2 separate regions of the Xenopus laevis genome follow, and region 1 is linked to region 2. The links are chromatin contacts, called in public Hi-C maps. All regions are on one chromosome and are shown on one strand. The core of a region is the stretch at or near the end of the contact, and the rest is flanking DNA. Distances in the headings are between cores, read along the strand shown. Region 1 has its middle 120 kb from the start of LOC121400026. Region 2 holds the start of efnb2.L (ephrin B2 L homeolog).

Region 1 (4,391 bases), core at 544-3,043, 390 kb before region 2:
AGTGGTTAGGACTAAAAAAAATTGATTTGCCAACTATAACTCTAATTTGTATTACTCTAGAAATGCCATATTTTATATACTGAACTTATTGAATCAGCCTAATGGTTCAGCATCACTATAGTACTAATGACCCGGGCCATTAAAGCTCTCAGAGGAGTTTCCTATCTTGGATTTTGTTAGGAGTGTCAGTGACATGCACATGCTCAGTGTGCTTTGAGCACACTAAGTGGTAGGGAGCACTTTTGGCATTACAAACACTACCTAGGGTCATGGAAAAATACAATGGAAGGAAACAAAAGCTGTCTCAAAGCAGTTCTATCCTGAAGTGCTGGCTTCTTCTCAAAACTCAGAATCAGGTACAATGCACTGAGATGGCTGCCACCACACCAATATTACAGCTAAAAAAGCAATACATTTTTAGTTTCAAAAATAACATTTTAAATTATTTGCAATGTAAACAGTATAATTTAGAAACAAAAAGTAAATCATAAAAATCATGACAGAATCCCTCCAAATTGGAGCTGATATTCCAAGTTATATAAAAATATATATTTGGTCAATTTAGCAATATAAATAACTGTTGTGTGTATGTACAAAGTTTGCTTTGGTGTGCTAGACACTGTGAACTGGTCACTAAGGGGCAGATTTATCAAAGGTCGAAGTACGAAGTTAAAAAAAATTCAAACTTCAAATTCAAAAAGACCAATCAAAGTTTTTTGGTGTCGAAGTGGGCCGAATTCGACCTACTTCCAATCGTACAATCGTACTTCGATCAAAATTTTTTTAACTTCGACTTTTGATCTCCCAAACTCCCCCAATTGCCTCCATACAGGTTCCAGGAGGTCCCCCATAGGCTAAAACAGCTCTTCGGCAGCTTTTAGGTGGCGAATGGTCGAAGTTGAAGTTTTAAGAGACAGTACTTCAAAAAAAATTCGATCTTCGAATTTCGAAGTTTTTTCAAGTTCGAATCGAAGTTGGACTATTCGATGGTCTAAGTACCCAAAAATTACTTTGAAATTCGAAGTTTTTTACTTCGAAAATTCACTTTGACCTTTGATAAATCTGCCCCGAAGTGAATACAGACATAGGATATGGTATGGTGAGAAAAAGCTATCTTGTGGTTTATCACGTGAAAACACGTGGACAAGATGTGATCCGAGGAGAAAAAACTTTTCCCCAGTTTTTTCCCCCATAGACTTCAATTGAATTTTTAAGCGATAAATTGTGAGAAAAGTTTTTCTGAACTGAATTGCATCTCAAATTGAATCTCATCCACGAGTTTTCACGTGATAAACCTTTTTCTCACTGAATTGAATCTGATCATTTGTAGGATTGCTCCTTGAGTGCCTACCCTACAAACAATACGGTGACATTTGTAGGATCCAACAAAATCTTGTGCTGTTGCGTAGTGTTGGGTGGTGCTGCGAGGCAAGATCAAATAAAATCTGACACAAAAAACCTTATAAAAATCTGCTGTGAAGTTTAGCCCATAGGATACTCACTTTAAAAAAATGTTGATTGCCTAATTAATTAAGATGCCTACCACAAAGCAACTAAGAAAACCAGCCCATGCATCTAAATTAATTTATAATACAGGCATGATATTGACTTAAAATGCTTCTGGGTTTAAAGGGCCCAGCTTTAACCTTCCTTTCTGTTGTACATAAAAAAAGGTCTTACATCCCCGTGGTAGTGAATTGGAGCCACAAGGTGTCACTGTGTGTTAGAAGCAGTGTGTCCAAATAGAAAAATGTGTGTATTGGCAGGCAATAAAGGCCCCACCTCGCAGTGATGCATGGAAACAGAAACCACTGTGCTTGCACTTTCGGCTCAGAGAATCTGAGCTCTCTAGGTGTACCGTACTTATTTTTTTTAGGATATTTTCCAGTGTAGTTAAGTCACTGTAAATATGTATAGCTACTGTATCTAACATGCTGGTTGATGTTCTGAATGTACTATTGTGAATGTTAACAAAAAAAAAACTGCATTAAAAGTTGGATAAAAGTTATTAAAAGCTCCCAAATTCAGTTTCATAGGGTTGCTAATTCTAACATTATGACTATGAATTATTATTTTCTAGCACAGATAATACATTCTTGAAATACATTTACTTAAAAGCCAAATGGTACATTCACATTGTCAGTGAAAACATACAAACACTGTCCAATGAATCTATTAGCAAATAATCCAACAGCAACTCAAGGGTTTTAAAAGCAATTCAATATTTAGATACATACTTCCCCCCACTAGATACTAGATTTCATACACCCAAGGCTGGTGAGAATGGAAGGCTAATTCAGTTTGGGAGTGTTTTGGAATGGGAAGGTAATTTATTTTTAAGTTTTAAAGGAAAACATCAACAAGAAATCTTCTTTTATTAAATCCTTACACATGGTATGAATTGAGGTTTTATAGCTTCGAAAAAACAGGAAGCTAATTACAAGGTGGTATATTGTACTGTCTTAAAAGTCAATAAAATGTTCCTACTAACACTCAATGTACACTGGAGCTATTGGACAAATTACAAGGATTATGGACAAAATAGAGGCGATACCTCCAATGAAGCCTAAACCAAACCAACAGATGGAAGGGTGAACTCACCGAAGCTGTGAACGGAACACATACTTTAGTGTCAGCCAGAATATGACAGTTTGTATTGCAGTACAGACCGAACAAAATATCTATTAATCTATTATAATTAACACAGGTATGGGACTTGTTATCCAGAATGCTATAAAACATTAAAGTATTAGAGGGGTTGTTCACATTTGAGTTATCTTATAGTATGATGTAGAGAGGGATATCCTGAGAAATTGGTTCTCATTTTTTTAATATTTGTGGTTTTTGATTTATTTAGATTTTTATTCAGCAGCTTTCCAGTTTGCATTAATCTCCCCTAAATGCCTTCCCGCCGGTGGGATGGCATTTGGATCGCTTTGTTTTCCAAAGTAGTCCAAAGTTGCCTCACGAGGAAACTTCGGAAAACGGAAGTGATCTGTATGCCATCCCGCCAGCGATTCACATTCTTGCCGGTGGGAAGGCATTTTGGGGAGAGTAGTCACCGGAAGAAGAGGAGATTTGTCTCTGGGTGACTAATCTCCCTGAATCTGAATGTGTGCCACCACCCTAACTGTACAGAGAGATATACCTTCAGAAGGAAAACAGAGAAGTGTTCTTATGTTGCTCTGCTCAGGAAAGAGATATAAAGCCTCAGATGCCCTTCCTATCTCCTCCTGAGCAGAGCAACATCAGAACACTTCTCTATTTTCCTTCTGAAAGTATATCTTTCTAACTGTACATCAGAACTGACAGGTGGCGATGTTGTTACAAAATTTATTTTAGCGGCAATTAAAAATACTTAGCTCTGATACTGAAAAAAAAAATAGTTAATATAAATTGCAAACTTCCTTACAATTTTACATTGTAGAAATGTGTATGAACGGAGGGCACACCATACAATCAAATATTTGGCAAGAATATGCGCTAAAGGTGCAAAAAACCAAGGTCACCCCTACACAGAGCGACCATACAATCAATATACCATACAATAGGTTATGCAGAATTTTTCATATATAGACTCAGGTGGTATCAAAAAAATATTTTACTGTTTAAAAATGTTTTGGCTATTCTCATTTGTGGCAAATATATCCACTCCTTGTTGCTTCCTTTTTTTGCTTCGTACAAACCTTGGGGTTGTATGTATACTATTACCATGTATATTATTGCTGTATAAACTTAACATTTGTTAACACAATTGTATATTGCCAAAACATTTTTAAACAGTAAAATATTTTTTTGATATATTTAGTCTATATTTGAAAAATTCTTTTGAGAGTGCATAACCTATTGTATGGTATACAACATTTTTACACTAACCTTTTATTTAAGGTTTACTTATCCTATAAGAAATAAATATAGAACAATTGTTTCATCTCGGGTTAATATTTGGGTTAATAAGATTAAGAGAGACTTTTGTGTAGTTTTTCCCTTTGCCTTGCTACATTTGTTAATGTCAGCCAACCTTCTAAATAATCCTCTTTACTACTCAAAACAACCAAAAAGGATCAGATAAGATTCAGATAGGAGGCGTCATTTACAACCTTAGGGGGAAGCATTTAGGAGTGCAAGATCGTCCCCCAGGGTTGTTTTTCTCTGCATGGAGTGCCAGATCAAAAATTCGGCGGAGGCTTTTGTTGCCTCTTTTTGCACTTTCATTGTTTCTTTTGGTTTGGCAAATGAGCCTTCTGTCAGGACTGCCGGAAGCACCCGACGGCGCTGCTGAAAATCATGATGAAAATCCAAGATGGCGGCACCCATGCTGAACACATGGGTGCGGCATCGCTGCATGATGACATCATCACTGGTTTCCGGGATTTTGTAATAAAAGGGCA
Region 2 (4,043 bases), core at 413-2,912:
AGGGCACAGATTTTCTACAGTGCCCTTCTGCCAGATGCCACGATGAGGAAGTTCAAGAAAGGAAATTTTAATTTAAATACTCAATACAAAGTGGGAATTCACAAACCTCTATTCAGATTAGCCTGTGTTCTCCTTTAACCAAAATGAAATAACAGGTCTCTGCCATAGAAAACCTTTGGGTAGAGCAATACAGATGGCAGAGAACCCGCTTATGGTATGTGGGATAGACTATGTGCATCAATATATTTTAAAGGGTGTTGTGGGATTCCCATACTATTAATTTAATTTACAGGGCATGAGTTTACATGTATCTATGAGCTCCTGTTTTACCCTGAACCACTGAGATCAGCACGGTCAGAAGGGAAGGACTGCAGGGACGCCGATAAGGCTGCTACAGGGATTCATTTATTTATATAGCGCTAACTTAGTGGGCAGCGCCGCGCTATGAGAAAAAGCAGAGGTACAAACAAAGGGCTTCCCTCAGATGAGCAGCCGATGCCAAACTGCCGCTTACAAATCACAAGCTGCTTCTATATGGCAGCTCCATCCGAAGATTTAGTGGACACAAATGATCCTTCGGGACTGGAAGGTAATTGCAAGAAATATTAGTCTCTCTGCGTTTGAACGATCAGCAGCGTCCCCTAGACTCCAGGATCCTGCCAGCCCGGTGTCAATATGAGCCCAATGAGCTGGCTCACCCAGTAGCTGACTAATCACTCGCAGCACCCACAAGACAATGGGAGAACCTTGTACCGGGGTGACCCGGACACGTCACGGCTCGGTTCCATATAGAACGCTAAGTTATAACACAGGGGATGCCCTGGGATCGGCAGGGAATAAAGGGCTCAGCCCAGTGTTATGACAGCGATGCCCAAACTGCCGACTACGGCCCTGTAGCTACCGGTGAACTTCAACTGAGCCCGGAGCTCGGTGGGTTTTAATTTGCCACTACCAAGGGGTCGTGGGTAGAATGTCCCTGTACGGACACGCTTACACGCTGATAATATCTATACAACACTGCTGATTAGAGTGTCGCACCGTGTCTGTATGTGGCCCTCACACACTGACGTAAAGAGTAAAAGGGCTCGGGACTTACCTGGCGTTGGACGAGTTCCAGTATATAGGATCCAGCACTGTAGACCAGGAGATCGCAGTCCTGAGCAAGAGAATACAAACTCCCAGGCTGTACTTCCACACCGAGTCCCCGCTCAGTGCCATGATCTGGCCGCCCCAAGAAACTATCACTGACCAAACGCAACGTTTCGGCTCTAGTCAAAGCCAGTGATCCCCGAGAGTCCAACCAGCGGGGGGATATCCAACTCCCTGAGCTGCTGCGACTGACACTGCGCAACAAATCAACTCCAAACGGCAAACTCCTGCTCACATGCACTGTATCCCAAGGTACCAAAAGGGGCCGCGCTGTTATCAAGGGGACCCGTCATCCGGCAACCCTGTCTGTGATCCTAAGCCAAAGAGCCCGCAAAGTGCGCTGTATTAATCCAGCTCCAGGCAGTCCCTGTGTGTATCCTATAGGTGCCCGCAGATAAAAGCTGCCGCAGATCCCTGATTGGCTGCCAATGGCGGGGTACGACTGTGTGTGGCACTGCTGCTCCGGGCACACGGATAATGAACTCAGCTGCAGATCCTCGCACTACTTCTCACTAAACCCAAGTCTCTCTCAGCGCAGCGCTTTAGCCATATAAACTCAGCCCGCCCACTCCCGCCCGTCCTTCTCATTGGCTGACATGCTCAAGAGCGGAGCGGATTGGCGGCGCTTCACGTCAATCGATAGTTAAGACAGAGCGCGTCTGCTCCTTGGCATCGTATTGTGTGTGACAGGTACAGACCTCCCATACAATAAAACATGAACTCATCGGCGGCTATTAATATTCATTAGGTGACCCTACACTGCGACATACACAAACTCCACTTTCTTTCTTGGATCCCTTTTTTTCAGGAAAATTCATTGCGAAAACTATGAAGCCAAACCGACTGGATAGACGCGTTTATAGTGATACTATTCAATTAATCAACTGTGTAACTGTGAGAAAATATATTTTTTACAAACAATAAATGTGATATATATATATATATTATATAAAATATAACAGCCTCTAGCTAATCAGTTGCTGCAGAACAGATAGTCCCAGACCTCCTCAACTCACATAATAACCGGTGTGACCTCTGGAGCAGCCTCCAGGGAGCATCTTGGGAGATTTGACACTTCTCACTATAAACATTATTTAGTCAGAAAATAGTCATCCCTGGGGAGTAAATAGATGAAATGTGTATCCTCTGCGGTCCAGCAGGGAGTAAATCAAATATACATTTCCACAGTAAAATCATCATCATCTCCTTTCCAGAGTCCAGCTGTGTATAGTCTAGTAATGGATCTATTATTATGGTAGGTGGGGGGAGATCTAATGTAACTACTGTCTAATTGTACAATCCAACTGTTTATATGGGGCTAGGGAGTTATTCTTGGTGTATTTGGCCTTCTCTAGATCTTTTTACTGTGCTTCTGCCTTTGTATTGTGCCAGGGATCTTTTTAGAGAGTAGGGAGAGGCGGAATCTGGAATTTATAGTTGGAAGAGAAGCCATAAGGACAACTATATAACTAGGACAGGGGTCCCCAAACTCTTTTTTACCCATGAGCCACATTCAAATGTAAAAAGAGTTGGGGAACAACACAAGCATGCAAGAAGTTCCTGGGGTGCCAAATATTGTCTGTGGTTGGCTATTTATAGCCCTTATGTGGACTTGCAGCCTATAGGAAGCTGTTTCTGATAGTAAAAATGGTTTAAATACAACCAAAACCTGCCTCCAAGCCTGGGATTCAAAAATAAACATCTTATCCAAGGGGTCGGAGCCAGGTCTGGACTGAGAATTATAATAGGCCCTGGCATTTCAGGTACACAGAGGCCCAATCAGCCCATACAGAAGCCCAAACAGTCCCCACCAGCCCACTAAATAGTGACTTTCAATTGCACCTTATAGCAGCCCATCTGGCATTTGCCAGAACCCACAGATTGCCAGTCCGGGCCTGGTCGGAGCGCACCTTATACAAGGCAATGTCGGAATGGAATGTATGGGGCCCACCAGGAAACCTTAGTCCATGGGACCACTTTCCAAACTATAATTCCTCCTCTCCAAACTCAATCTCTTTCTTCTCCTAGTCTTTTATATTAACTTACTATATTCTGTTCTTCGAATATTGTCGATTTTTTCCCATAAATAAATAGGGAATGACCATGAAATTGCCCAAACAGTTAGAAGCCAAAGGGCCCTGGTATCCCTGTTGGCCAGTCTGACACTGATCCAAGGGGTTGGAGGGCAACATGTTGCTCAGTCACGAGTCTCTGGTTGGGGATCACTGAATTAGGCAAATTGGACGACTGTACGTTTATGGCCACCTACATCCCTAACAAGCAAACGAGATATCGCCATATTACTACTCTAGATAGCACCTTTATATAATCTGAGCCTGTAGCAGACATGGTTTAGCTGAAACGTTGTTTTTGCCCCATGCCCCCTCTGTCTTAACGTGTGTCAGATTGTTTTTACATACAAATAAGACACTACAAAAAAAAAGAAATACAATGTACACGCGGAACTAGAACTCACACCAAACCACGAAATAGAAGAGGGCTAAGCTTTAAGCATTTTTTTTTCAGCTGTGTGGCAGGCAGGGGGTTAAAGGATTTCTCTCTGTCGGACGGAGATAATTGTACAGCAGCAGAAGAATGCATCTCTATGTTACAGACAACTGATCAATTTATCTGTGCCAGACATCAGAATAATGTATAAAAGTGCATGTTCCTGCGGCAGACAACGGGTTAAAGCACTGGGAATTAGTCACCAGGCTAAATGTGTATCTCTGTGAAAGACAAAGGGCAGACAAAGGGATTAATGTCTGTGGCAGACAGTGGGTTAATGCCTATCTGTGGCAGACAGGGGGTTAATGCCCATGATTGCGGTAGATAATCTATTTAGAAGGGATTTGTCCATATCTGCACGTGGGTCAGTCTCCAGCCCCCACCAT

Evidence for each region. A called contact is a pair of places that touch in the nucleus more often than the background predicts.
Region 1: a contact with region 2 is called in a Hi-C map of the XTC cell line, with 5 times the contacts expected there. A contact is called at or near these places in 2 of 4 Hi-C or Micro-C datasets (the XL177 cell line and the XTC cell line).

The regions. Positions count from the first base shown.
Region 1 is chr2L:123,643,968-123,648,358 of Xenopus_laevis_v10.1, reverse strand. No RefSeq gene overlaps it. Among protein-coding and RNA genes, the nearest start is that of LOC121400026, 120 kb to the right of the region's middle.
Region 2 is chr2L:123,258,705-123,262,747 of Xenopus_laevis_v10.1, reverse strand. efnb2.L (ephrin B2 L homeolog) reads right to left here and starts at 1,662. Exons shown (of 5, transcript NM_001086485.1): 1 at 1,097-1,662. The coding sequence starts at 1,218.